Linked DNA regions of Sus scrofa: all the other regions are linked to region 3. A link is a contact called in public HiChIP or PLAC-seq data. All regions are on one chromosome and are shown on one strand. Each heading gives the region's core, a stretch centred on a gene start, on an enhancer-like site or on the middle of the called end of the contact. The rest is flanking DNA. Distances are from core to core; before and after follow the strand shown. Region 1 overlaps KLF7 (Kruppel like factor 7). Region 2 has its middle 110 kb from the start of CPO. Region 3 has its middle 110 kb from the start of CREB1.

The links. HiChIP or PLAC-seq counts read pairs in DNA pulled down with a chosen protein or histone mark.
Region 1: a contact with region 3 is called in an H3K27ac HiChIP or PLAC-seq map of alveolar macrophages. The contact joins two enhancer-like sites. A contact is called at or near these places in 2 of 47 Hi-C or Micro-C datasets (embryonic fibroblasts and epiblast stem cells) and 1 of 2 datasets of contacts at active chromatin or transcription factors (alveolar macrophages).
Region 2: an H3K27ac HiChIP or PLAC-seq map of skeletal muscle shows a contact between it and region 3, with 5 times the contacts expected there. The contact joins two enhancer-like sites. A contact is called at or near these places in 2 of 47 Hi-C or Micro-C datasets (embryonic fibroblasts and liver) and 2 of 2 datasets of contacts at active chromatin or transcription factors (alveolar macrophages and skeletal muscle).

The regions. Positions count from the first base shown.
Region 1 is chr15:110,315,511-110,320,075 of Sscrofa11.1, forward strand. The region is part of intron 2 of KLF7 (Kruppel like factor 7); the gene reads right to left. Among named protein-coding and RNA genes, the nearest start is that of KLF7, 61 kb to the right of the region's middle. Within about 2 kb of position 3,226, at least 8 of the 83 cell types and tissues checked have an H3K27ac peak or open chromatin away from gene starts, as enhancers often do. A contact at or near this core is called in alveolar macrophages, where this site is marked.
Region 2 is chr15:110,268,660-110,272,566 of Sscrofa11.1, forward strand. No RefSeq gene overlaps it. Among named protein-coding and RNA genes, the nearest start is that of CPO, 110 kb to the left of the region's middle. Within about 2 kb of position 1,907, at least 24 of the 83 cell types and tissues checked have an H3K27ac peak or open chromatin away from gene starts, as enhancers often do. A contact at or near this core is called in skeletal muscle, where this site is marked.
Region 3 is chr15:110,597,723-110,602,257 of Sscrofa11.1, forward strand. No RefSeq gene overlaps it. Among named protein-coding and RNA genes, the nearest start is that of CREB1, 110 kb to the right of the region's middle. Within about 2 kb of position 1,674, at least 30 of the 83 cell types and tissues checked have an H3K27ac peak or open chromatin away from gene starts, as enhancers often do. A contact at or near this core is called in alveolar macrophages and skeletal muscle, where this site is marked.

The sequences.
Region 1 (4,565 bases), core at 1,976-4,475, 280 kb before region 3:
GCATTCTGATGCTTAGCAGCAAATTCTAAGCAAGCAAGAGGCTCCCATCCAGTGAGGATGAGAGCCTGCCCGTTCCAACCATTTATTAAGGTTATTTCTTTGGCAGGTAGAATAAATAAAAGGGGGGAGTATATTTAAAAATATCAACATGCACAGGAACCCAGGATCAGATAAAGGAAAAATCTATAGGCAAACAAGCCTCAAAAAGTGGAGCCCTCAGGGGTCATGTGTGCTGTTCCTTCCACCTTTCAGGATTTTGTCTTTGGTGTTAAAACCTTTTTCTTCCTTTAGATCTCCACAAGACAATGCAAGAATGCCTGTCACTCGGAGGTTCCTGTAGGTCCTGTGCGCAGAATGCTGGAAAGCAGCTCTCCCTCACCGTGTGCTTTTGTGACTACAGAGGGGAGGTGGCTGCACACAGCAGCACAATCTTCACCTGAGTTTGGATCTTTGCCCACTAGGGATTTATAATTCCTGTATCGATCAAGCGTTTTTCTCCTGAAGACATTTAACACAGCCATAAATAGCCTCCAAAAAGTGGGGCAAAAGAGGGATAAATAGGATTATTTTTAACTCCACAGGTATCATACAAATAAAAATAAGAGCAATGACAGTAGTGGGAAGGATGTATGAAAGGTTTATTTGTTCGAACTCTGCAAGCAAAGCTCTGGTATACCTAAGACAGCAACGTGCAAGACGGCAACGTCAAGATCCACACAGCCGTAGCTCCTCCCACTTTTCTCTAAGGCGCCTCCATTTGGATTTTCTGGTTTTGTAAGGAAAAAAGGACTGCCAAAGTGTATTCTTTTAAGGGGTCAGGGAGAAGTTTCTATTTATGATTTCTCTTCATAAAGTTTCTAAAATATGCAAACGCACTAGGACTGAGCTATCATTTCGAGAATCAATGCCTTGCATTTGTTGGCATCTTCAAAACTAGCTTTCTTTTTTAAAATGGGGGGAAAAAAACAAGATCAAATACTCTTAAGTTCAATCAAAATAGAACATAGATAAGACAATCATTCCTTTTTCTTAGCTGTTCTAAACTTGCTGTCATATAGGACAATATGGTAACAACTCACTTGTTACTTAGCATGTGTATAAGTAGGATGGCAACTTATTAAGCCATTTTTTTTTGTTGAGCCAAAAACACAGCTAAATTCATTTATATTCTATTTGAATTTAACACCGCCCCCCAATAACAACTGATTTCTAAAGGACAAACAGAATGGGTTAGGCACTACGGTTCAGAACAGAAACATTTGAAAATCATTGTCAGGGCCTGTTTCCTTATCTATAAAATGGGAATCATAAAAGATTTACCCCACAGGTGAGAGGTAAATACAATGAGGAATGTGAAAGCTCTTGGTGACAATCAATACAAGTGATATCATTATTGCTTATGTCTTTGGATCAAGCAATAATGTGGAGGCAGCCACTCCCAGGTTTGGTCCCCAACTCCCTTCTCATTCCCAAGGCCAATCTGAGTAGGAATGCCTCAGCCTACCCTTTCTTTAGCACATCTGCTCCGGGGAGCTGACTAAATAACCATTGCCTCTTCAGGTCATCAAGATAAATATTACTAATTCCCTACTGGACCTAAAACTAAGGTCTGATAACAACTGTGATCCCAAACATGACACTTACCATGACCCCAGGAGGCCAGCTCACTAATCACAATCTCTCCAAGTGGCAAGGGATAAGCTAATCTGTGTGAAAGACACAGATGTCACGTCCTCCCTACAGCCACATTCACATGTATGAGAGGAATAATGTCAGCAGTATTATCTCCACACAATTATAATAGCATATTGTCCATTGTATCTGGGGATGACACGTCTGACAAAGTTATTTTCTATGCATGTGAATGCAGTTGAAAGGGCCAATGCATAATTCACATCTCCTGACAAAATGCAAGCAGAAAGTACGTGTCTGGCAGATAATGCCACTTAAAATCTTTTTACCTGAGGTAGCACCTTCCTCCCTGAGAACTCAAAATGCATCAGGGTACTCTCCTCCAGGTGCTGGTGAGAACCTGACCATGAATGAGGAAACGGACTGAGGAAGCACATACTAGTGCAATACAGGTTTCCACATGCAAGTTCTATTTTCCGACTGAAAACACTTATTCCCAAACTTATTTGTGCCCTAACAGTCAACCTTCTGTTTGATAATAAGAAAACCATTGTTATAATTTGGCGAGGCTGCTGTACGTGAGAGGACAGGTAGAAAATGATCGTTAGTGCCTGGTCAGCTAGACCCATTTCCTGGCTAAAAGCCTCTCTCCCACCTATCAGCCTGGCGGCCCATGCGATTTAAATCCCTGCCTCAGCGAAATCGCAAATTATTACAGGTCAGGAGCCTACAGCAAGAGGGGAGGGGATGTCATTTGAGAGGAGCTATAAGCATGAATGTTAATTCTAGAAAGCAAAGGGAGCTGGGGGTGGGGGTGGGTACAGCAAATTGTCTACCAGACAGAAAAAATAAATTATACAATAGTGATACTTAGTCAATTTTTCAAAGAGCACAAAAGGGAAGGCAGCACTTGGTCAGTAGTCTTAAAAGGATGAGGAAACATTTGGCAAGTGGTGCAAGAGTAACCCAAAGAGATGAAATGAAAGATGGCTTGGGTTGCGTTAGGCCAGGCTTTCTCAATCCTGGCCATTTGGGGCTGGATGGTTCTCGGCTGTGGAGGCTGCCCTGTGTACTGTAGCATGTTTGCCAGTATCCCTGCCCTCCACTTGCCAGATGCCAGTAGCAACCCCTCCTCCAAAAGGCGACAACCCAAAATATCTCCAGACATCGCCAAAGGTCCCCCGAGGGAGAAAATGGGCCCAGGTTGGGAACCACTGCATTAGGCACCTAATGATGTCACATGTGCAAAGAGCTGGGCTAAAAGGTTTGCTCTCACACACAATGGCTGGCCTCTTTAGCCATCGAAAGGAGGTCCCAACGCCTCCCTGGAACAGTCACACGACTTTCATGTTCCTGCCAGACCTCATTAGCTTCTCAAGTTCTTGAAGGGTCAGGCAAGGCCCGCTGAGCAGATCAGCTCCCCTGGGGTGCAGGCGGCCACGTGAGGTTGTGAGCACAGGGTGTCCAGCTGAAGGGCTGAGGGGGCCGAATCCAGCCCTGCCTCTCAAGCACACGGCTGCCTCTGCCCCTAAGGAAGGGGAGTGGTTTTTTTCATTTGCACAAAGGCATGCCATGGGTTAGCAGCAGTCCTGCTAGGCTCCTGGCAGCCGCCAGACTTCTCTTTTCCAGGTTTGTCAGTGGATGGACCTCACACAAGCAGTAGCAATGTTGTGTGCAGATGAGAATTAGCAAAGCAGGCCTTTTGTGCCTGAAGAGAATTGAACGTTTGAAGCAGCTTCGTGAAACACCTCCTTTCCTTAGCCCCCAGAGCATGCTGACACTCTCACCATTGCTTTAAAGGTGGACACATACAAAGAATAAAAATCTGCCCACCTGAAGAGCAGGAATGCGGGAAGCTAGGAAAGTGGGTACTGGTGTTTGTTTACGGCTGGGGCAAACCGTGACAGCTTCCGCCTTCCAAGACCCGTGCCTTGGGCTTCTCAGGTCTCATCAGAATCAAAATGAAGCTACGTAACCACATCCAATCGATGAGTGAGGAGCAATGGACAAAAACAGCTGGGATTTCCTTGGGTTTGTGCTCCATATCCTGCTTCAGTTGACAGCATGGTACTCAGTTGACCCATGATATTTCAAAAAGATTAACAACGGGTCCTTTTATTAGACAGAGAAATAATATCTATGCATACCTGCTCTGTAGTTATCCTCTGATAACGAGGTTTTCATCTGGAGTTCAATCACTACTAATGGCTAGCTGGTTTCCTTAAGATCTGTGGAATACTGCATTCTTCATTCCATCATCCTAGCCTGGTTTGAAGCCTTCTACCTATTTTAAGGATACTTGAAGCAGCAATGATTCCATAGGGCTTGATCTGATCTCCTTACTACTGGCAGGGCTGTGGCTCAGAAGAGAGCTTCTCCTGTTTTACTTTCGATCGAGGAGGACAGATCTCATTAGTATGGGAAACCACTACCAGCCATTAGCATCAAGTAAGAGTTGCCTTTGCTAACTATTTCTGTGCACAGTCACACAACATGCTCTTAGTTTTTCTCAATAAAACAGGCTTTTTTCCCAGGGGGATGAAGTTGGCTCTTCCAGGGGCCTCAATTTACATACACTTTCTCAACCATTTCAAGTGCAAACTCCTTGAAGCATCAGTTCATTTCTGAAGAATCTTCCTCCCCACACTTCCAGGAAGAATTTCAATAATGATGAAATGGAAACCTCTACTTAGGAAATAGAATAATATGGAAAGTAATTATGCTTTAAAAAAAATCACAAAAACTGGTTTTAGGTTTATGTTGTACTCCATTTTCTTGTTTGCTATAAGGAAAGAAAAATCAGATGTGCAAGCAAAAAATCAGATGCTTATTTCTATGTAAAAATGCGATGGTATCACCAAAAAAGTACTTAGGACATGTGCTACACACATCCGAGGAATGAAATCCATAATGGAAATTCAACGGTCTAGATG
Region 2 (3,907 bases), core at 657-3,156, 330 kb before region 3:
TTGAACACATTTTGCAGAACTCTGATAGCCCCAATATAAACATAAACAACTATTAAGTGAACTGCATCTTGAGGCACCTCATCTCAGGAGGGTAGAATTTGGGAGAAGGGGAAGGGAATTACTAGAAAAGTGATGTTTTCACCTCAGCATTTTGCTCAGCACTTTTGTGACTTTGAGCCAATCGTACAACCGCTATGGGCATGAGGTTCCTCATTCAAAAGGCAAAGAGGAAGGAGGGAGTTGGGCTTAGATAAGATCTATCCTCCTGACCTCACTTGTTTACTATGAATATTAAATGAGATAACATATTAAAGCTATTGACAAGCTATTAAAACTAATCAAAGAGGGTATAACCTTCTCCATTACTCTATTATTTCACTAGTGAACACTAGAATAGTTTCTCTTTATTTTGTATCTATGGAGAGCTGTTATTAAAAATCACTCATTATTAGAAAAATGCAAATGAAAACTACAATGAGGTATCACCTCACTCTGGTCAGAATGACCATCATTAAAAAGCCTACAAATAATAAATCCTGGAGAGAAGGGAACCCTCCTACACTGTCGGTGGGAATGTAAATTAGTGCAGCCACCATGGGGAACAGCATGAAAGTTCCTTTAAAAACTAAAAATAGAGCTATCATGCCATCCTGCAATCCTACTCCTGGGCACGTATCCAGAGAAAATCATAATTGGAAAAGATACATGCACCCCAATGTCCATAGCAGCACTATTTATAGGAGCCAAGACATGGAAGCAACCTAAGTATCCACTGACAGATGAATGGGTAAAGAAGATATAGCATATGTATACAATGGAATTTTACTCAGCGGCACAAAGGAACGAAATAATGCTATTTGCAACAACGTGGATGGACCTAGAGATTATCATACTAAGTGAAGTAAGCCAAAGAAAGAAAAATATCATATGATATCACTTACATGTGGAATCTAAAAAAATTATACACATGACTGTATACAAAACATAAATAACAAGAACCTATTGTATAGCACAGAGATATCTATTCAATATTCTATAATAACGTATAGGGGAAAAGAATCTGAGAAAAAATGGATATATATACACATGTGATTCACTGTGCTGTACACCTGAAACTAACGCATCGCTGTAAATTAACTTCACTCTAATAAGTTTTTTTAAAAGATACAAATGACTTATTTACGAAACAGAAATAGACGCACAGACATAGAAAACACACTTAGGTTGCCAAAGGGGAAAAGGTGGTGAGGTGGGTAAACTAGAGTTTGGGATCGCCATGTACAAACTATGATGCATAAAACAGGTAACCAACAAGGACCTACTGTGTAGCACAGGGACCTATACTCCATATATTGTCATAACCTCTAAGGGAAAAGAATCTGAAAAATATATATACGTATATATATCACGCTGAATCACTGTGCTGTACACCTGAAGCTAACACATGGCAAATCAAGCATACCTCAATAAAAAAATTAAATCAAAAATCTAAACGAATCAGGACAAATCCATCAGGTCCATTGCCCTGGAACAGCTTTACTATTGTAAGTACTGCAGCCTGTGATTGGGGGATGAAAACGACGATCAAGTTCCTCCTAAAGAGAGGGGAGGGGAGGGGAGGGAGGGGAGGAAGGGGAGGGAGGGGAGGGGAGGGGTAGTGGGGGAGGAGAACAGCTCAGAATATTCTTCCGTGAGGCTGTCTGGTGTCTTTCCCTTCTCAGGATTGCCCTTTCTTTTCTTCACCTCTCGCGGAGTGCTACTTCCCAAGAGAGAAGCCTTTTGCAATAATAATAGTACGTTAGATTTGCCTGACATTTTATTTGGAAGGAAATCCAAGTTATTTAACAAGCGAGTATTGTCTCCTTTGACCGGCCGAGGAAGCTGGCCCGAGAGCCGGTGCTCCGGAAAGCCACCCTGCCGGCGAGTGACAGAACCGAAGGGAAATCGCTGCATCTTCCGTGCATATCATCTGGGATCCCTTAACAAAGCCACTGTTCTTTCTGTACAAAAATAACCGATGCAGAAGAAACACCTCAAAACCCTTTCCCGCAGTTGCGAAGGAAAAGGACGGAAATGAGTGGGCGCTTAATCACTGCTCCCCTCTGGGCCGAGCTTCCGGACCCTTCTTCCTCCCGGTACTCTCCAAGAATGGCAGGAAATCAGACCTCTAATATGGAAAGCATAACACTTAGCAAAGAAAAAGGCAAACATTTCCACGGGGGGGTTGTGTTTTTGGAGAACACACTGGTTCGCTTTGGGGGCATGATGTCTCCGGAGAAAGAGCAGGACTGAACCTAGGAAACACTGGCCCCCCAGCCTGCCTAGCAAGTCCCTGGCGGAGGACTGGGGGGCACGGCCTTGAGGCGGCTGCAGGGAAAAGGAGAGAGGCCATAGCCCCTCTGCTGTCGCTTCTCCCCTGGTGTGAGAGCAGAGGCCCCCCAAGTCCAAGACCTGGGGTGAGGTTGAGCAGTAGGTCTATTTTCTCAAGGACTAAGATTAGACTCAGATCTAAGAAGCTGCCCCCGAAACGTGCCAGCTTTCTATTAGTACTGGTAATGACAGCAGCATCTAGGGAGCAGGTAACATATGCCAGACCCAAGTCGCATCAATGCCATGGATTCATTCCTTCCATTCCTCTTTTTCTCCATTTTTATTTTTATTTTTTATTTATTTATTTTTGTCTTTTTGCTATTTCTTTGGGCCGCTCCCACGGCATATGGAGGTTCCCAGGCTAGGGGTCAAATCAGAGCTGTAGCCACCGGCCTACGCCAGAGCCACAGCAACGCGGGATCCAAGCCATGTCTGCAACCTACACCACAGCTCACGGCAACGCCGGATCGTTAACCCACTGAGCAAGGGCAGGGACCGAACCCGCAACCTTATGGTTCCTAGTCGGATTCATTAATCACTGCGCCACGACGGGAACTGCTCTCCATTTTTAAAAATTGCATTGAAGTGTAGTTGATTTACAGTGTTGTGTTAATTTCTGCTGTGCAACAAAGTGATATTGTTATAAACACATTCACTGTTTTTCAGATTCTTTCCCCACATCACAGAGTATTGAGTAGAGTTCCCTGTGCTACACAGCAGGTCCCCGTTGACTTCTGTCATTCTTGAAATGATCTTCAAGTGACTAAGAGAGACCAGGATGGTCACCCTCAAGGAAAATTCATAATTAGTGTCTGCTTGTATTCCACAATGCTTTTACATTTATTTTCGAATATAAAGTCTTCCAATGCTTTTGGAACTTATCTTGAACCTAGAGAGAAACTCCTGTTAGAAAAGACATGACAGGAAGTTCCCGTCATGGCTCAGTGGTTAACAAATCCGACTAGGAACCATGAGGTTGCAGGTTCGATCCCTGGCCTTGCTCAGCGGGTTAAGGATCCGGCGTTGCCGTGAGCTGTGGTGTAGGTTGCAGACTCGGCTTGGATCCTGCATTGCTGTGGCCCTGGTGTAGGCCGCCAGCTGCAGGTCCAATTAGACTCCTAGCCTGGGAACCTCCATATGCCACAGGTGCAGCCCTAAAAAGACAAAAAGAAAAAAAAAAAGAAAAAAAAAAAAAAAAAAGACCTGACAAAGAAGGAAATGGACAAGGTGGACCATTTTTCTCTACCTTGTCATGTCATGTTTTTCTCTAGCAGCTGAAGGTAAGAGTTTCATATTGTCTCACTGAGAGAAGGCTTTCATCCCTTTTCTCTTTTGTCTAACAAAGAGAAAGAAACTATAGATCGTTAGTGTATGAAGAGTTCGAAAGAAGAAAACAGCATTAAACCTAAAAAGAAGGTTTATCTCAGAAATACTGCCAAGTAGATGAGAAGATTTTCCTTAATGGGCTGAATAGTGCATTTTGTGAATGCAGGGATCATATCTGCTTGGTGCCATTTGCATATCCAGAGCCTAGCCC
Region 3 (4,535 bases), core at 424-2,923:
CCACTACAGTTTGTTCATGGAGAGGGCTTGTGTTGATTGGTGACTCAATGTAAATATACAAGCTAATTCTGAGTGGATGGAAAAGTAATGGTGAGCTCAATAAATCACCCCACATCCTTACCTTTCTAGTTGTAAAAAAATTGAAACTGTAGAGACTGTAAAAAGATCAGGAGTTTCCAGGGATTTGGGGACAAGGGAGGAATTATGAATAGGTGGAACATAAGAGATTTTTAGGGCAGCGAAAATACTCTGTACAACACTATGATGATGGATATACGTCATTATACGTTCATCCCAAACCATAGAATGTACACCACCAAGACTGAACCCTAATGTAAACCCCTGGACTTTGGGTGATAATGATGTGTCCATGTGGGCTCATCAGTTGCAACAAATGTATCACTCTGGTGTGGGATGTTGATAATGGGGAAGGCTGTGAATGGGGGGATGAGAAATCTCTGCAACTTCCTCTCAATTTTGCCATGAACCTAAAAACTGCTGTAAAAAAAAATACAAATCTTAAAAAAAAAAAATGTTCCTTCCTAATTCTGTGTAAAGACGCGCATGCTGGTGCCATGTCCAACTTCGAAAGGAAGGCAGGTCTGCTGTACTGGGGATGTTCCCTGGAGCTACCCAGCAGTAATGAGCCTTTCAAAACCTTTCAGGGAGACAGGAGGGCAAGGGAGCAAGAGAAATGACGCTGCTGTGACAAGTAGAGGAGCAACTCCACAGTCCATAGTTATGTAGGTTGTAGATCCTCCCCCCCCACCCCGCCCCAGTGGTTTAAAGTGATATAATTGGAGCTATATTTGACATCAGAGCAATCTGGGTTCAAGTCCCAATTCTGTCTCTTACCAGATGGATGTACCTGAGCATATTAAATCTTTCGAATCCTTATCTTCATCATCTGTAAAAATAGGTGGAATAGCAGCTTTGTTGTGAGAATTACATATGCCGATTCACTCAAAGTGCGTCAAGAGGAAGTGAACATTCAAATATTGTTAGTTTCTTTGCCGCTCTGACTTCCTCCTCTACCAGAGCATGGTTTTTCCATCAAAGCAGGGCTGCGAGATCACTAAATGACCCTACTTCTCTGTCACAATGTTTCTCAACTTTTAAAAATCCACATGCCTCTTGACCATATAAAGTTTCACTTTCCCACTTTCCATGTTGAGATTTATAGATTTGACCCCTAAAATAGGCTGGGAAATTAAAAAGGCAAATAATACATGAATATTCCCCAAATCTCTCTCCCTAAACCACAGAGAGCTCTGTGGCCGAGCCCACATGTCTGCATGTGGGTGAGTGTGGGTGTGTTTCAGAGTGAAATTTTCATTTGCTGCTCTCTGGTTACTCAGCCCCCGCCAGAAGAATTCAATTATTCCCAGAAGTCAGACACAAGTCAAGTCAGCTGTTTTGCTTAAAGAAACAAGATACATCTTAAAGCCCCAAACAGAAAAGTGGAAAAGAAGAGATTATTTGGGTGGCTACAAATCACTAAAGTTCTTGCCAGCAACGAGTGGCAGGCTCTCACCATCTGATTGTTTTTCAAGAAATGCAAAGACACATCACCTTGCTCTGTGATTTATCAGCAAGCCAGCTTACTAGGTGTTTGCATCAGACTGTGTGGACCCAGCACAGGGAAGTGCAGGGAGGAAGTGAAACAGGCATCTTTTAGATTTCCTTTGCTTCTGATTCTGCCTTCATCCTGGCAGGAATCCGCCAGCCTTGCTCAAATGCATTACCCAATTTGTACTATTCGTGAGACAAAGGGAGCCATGCAGCTTCAGGTGCCTGTTGCAGTCACGGGGCTAAGCAACGTCAAGAGAACATTTCCACAATTATCTGCTAGTCTGTGACCGAGAGAAGGGCACAGCAAAGTCTGGCCTACCTCCAAAGAAGTCTCATTGGGGCTGTGGGGAGATGGTGGGAGAAAAAGTTTTGGGGAAAAAATGTGTATTCAAAATAATTTTTAAGAATGTAAAAAAAATCAAACTACAATCCCACAGCCTATCTGTGACTGGATATCCCAGGTTACCTCTTTCATATTCTGCAATTTTACTTTCTTGATATAAGCTACATTCTTCTAAATTGGTTTGAGCCAATGCTAATCACATATGCACACATGTACAGCCACATTCAAAGAGTTAAAAAAAAAAAAAAACCACCTCTTTTCTAGTCATTAAATCTGGGCTATAGTAATGAATAGATATCTCAGGGTAACCTTCCAGGATTTGTGACTTTTTTCTTTCTGAAACATACCATTTTGACACACATAGGTCATTCTTTGGCAGAGAAAGCAGAGCTCAGCAACTGCTTTATCAGAAGAACTCACAGGCATTAATTTCTAACAAAGCTAACCCATCTCCATGCTGAGCAACACAATACACCCAGATACCCACACAGGCACGGGTGTGTGCTCGAGGTCCTTCCCGTCTGGGTCTGGGAGAAATAGACCAAACGCGTTCACCCACATTTACATTTTCTATACTCACAACAACCAATTAGAACCACAGTCTCACTTTTCATTCCATCCTTTGACCCATCTTCCAAAAAGAAAACCCACTTGTACAGGGAAAGTGTGGAGCCATACCTAGAAATAGATACTGGGGCTACATTAACATTTTGCCTTTGACCTGACTTAAGAGCAGCTACAAGCAAAGTTGGAAAAAAGAGTCGCTCCCTCTTTCATCATGTCTGGCTGTCTTCTCTCCACATTTAATGCTAAGGATACAAGATGAACCAGACAGGCCCAGTTCTGCTCTCATCGAATTAACAGCAGAAGCAGACAAGTCAAGAGGCAATTTCGGAACAGTGTGGTAAGTGAAAAAAGAGGAGTTAAGGATGCCCTTGGAGTGCCAGGGGAACACCTAAGCCTGGAAGGTGATTGGAAGTTAAACCAAAGAGAGGAGGAGAGTGGAGGCCAGGGTCAGAAAGGAGAGCCCTTCTGGATCCTTGTGGCTGGGGTATATGAAGCATTCCACAGGGGTGTGGTGAGCCATGTAAGGCTGCAGGGCTAAGTGTGGATCAGATAACGAAAGGCCTTATAAACCAGAATAAAGATCTGGGGAGTCAGAGAAGTACTTTAAGCAGGCGGAGTGACATGATCAGATCTGCTGTTTAGGAAGAGTCCTTTGTCTGCAGGAGAGAGAAAAATTGGAGAGTGGTGCAGTGAAAAGCGGGGAGAGCAGTTAGAAGGCAGCTGAAGTAGTCCACAGGAGAGCTGATGGCAGCCTGGCTTACAGACCTGACCCTGAACAAGGAGAGAAGTGGACGGATTCAAGAAGCCAAATCCCTTCCCTCAAACAGGTGAACAGAAGGACGCCGACAGGCGAGACGTGACTTGTGCCTCATGTCCTTCCAATACGAGTCAGCATTTCACATTTTCTCTTTGAAAATCACCATCTCTCATTTATCTTCTTCACTTAAAATCTTGGTAATTGAAAGAAATATGAAATCTTTCATTTATTTTGAACCCAGAAAGGTCAAACTGTCCTGGCCAATGTGAACAGTTCATTTGGTAATCATCCAGTGCCTATTTGCCACAGGCCCTGCATGGCCACTGGTTCACTCCTGGCATTTGTTCATCAGTCCACTTTGTCAAAGTGAATGAGTGAGCAAATGGCAATCAATGTCCCCAATAAAAGTTTTAGGAGATAATTACAGTGACGGGAAATGCAGTCATTACAACAGTCATGCTGGGTCTGTTGTGATGCTACTAATCACACCACTTTTCTGATTTCATGTAAATTGCAGGTACCTTTACTCCTGTAGGAATCTCTATTAATAGATAATATCATTATGCTAATAGCTGCTTAAAGTATAATTTAAAAATTTTACGTGATCTAAGCCAGATATTTTAAAACACTATAATAATCTAACAAATATGAGCCAAAAAATAAACCTTATCACATTTAAGGAAATTATTTTTAAAGAGAGGCACCTGCAATTTACCCATTAAAAAACAGAGTTATACTACATGGAACTGAGTGATTAAATGTATGCATTTTTTTTTCAATTATCCAACAAAATAGGAAGCCCAAATGCTCCACTATCTGATATCCTGTTTATTGCTAATGGACAAATGTTTATACACGCACACTACACTTAGAGAATAATCACAGGTATGCCACCTTTTATTCATTCATTCAACAAATATTAACTAGGCCCTCACCCTAGCCTGATACTATGCTAAATACTGAGGATCTAAGAAAAGAATAGAACATGCTGACAGGCCAGAAGGGGTAACATATTCAAATAAATACGATGTTGACATATATGCCAAACAGGGGCAAGAGCAAGCACTAGAATCCCAGAGAGGAAGATGCCTTTAATTCAGTCAGGGAGGGCTTCCTAGAGGAGGTTTTTGTTTGTTTATTTGTTTGTCTTGTTTTTTTGGCTGCCCCTACCCACATGCCTAAGTTCCTCGGCCAGGAATCAAACCCAGCCACAGCAGTGACACTCCTGGATTCTTAACTGCCAGGACATCAGGAAACTCCAAGGAGTTAATGGTTTTTAAGGCGGCTCCTAGAAAA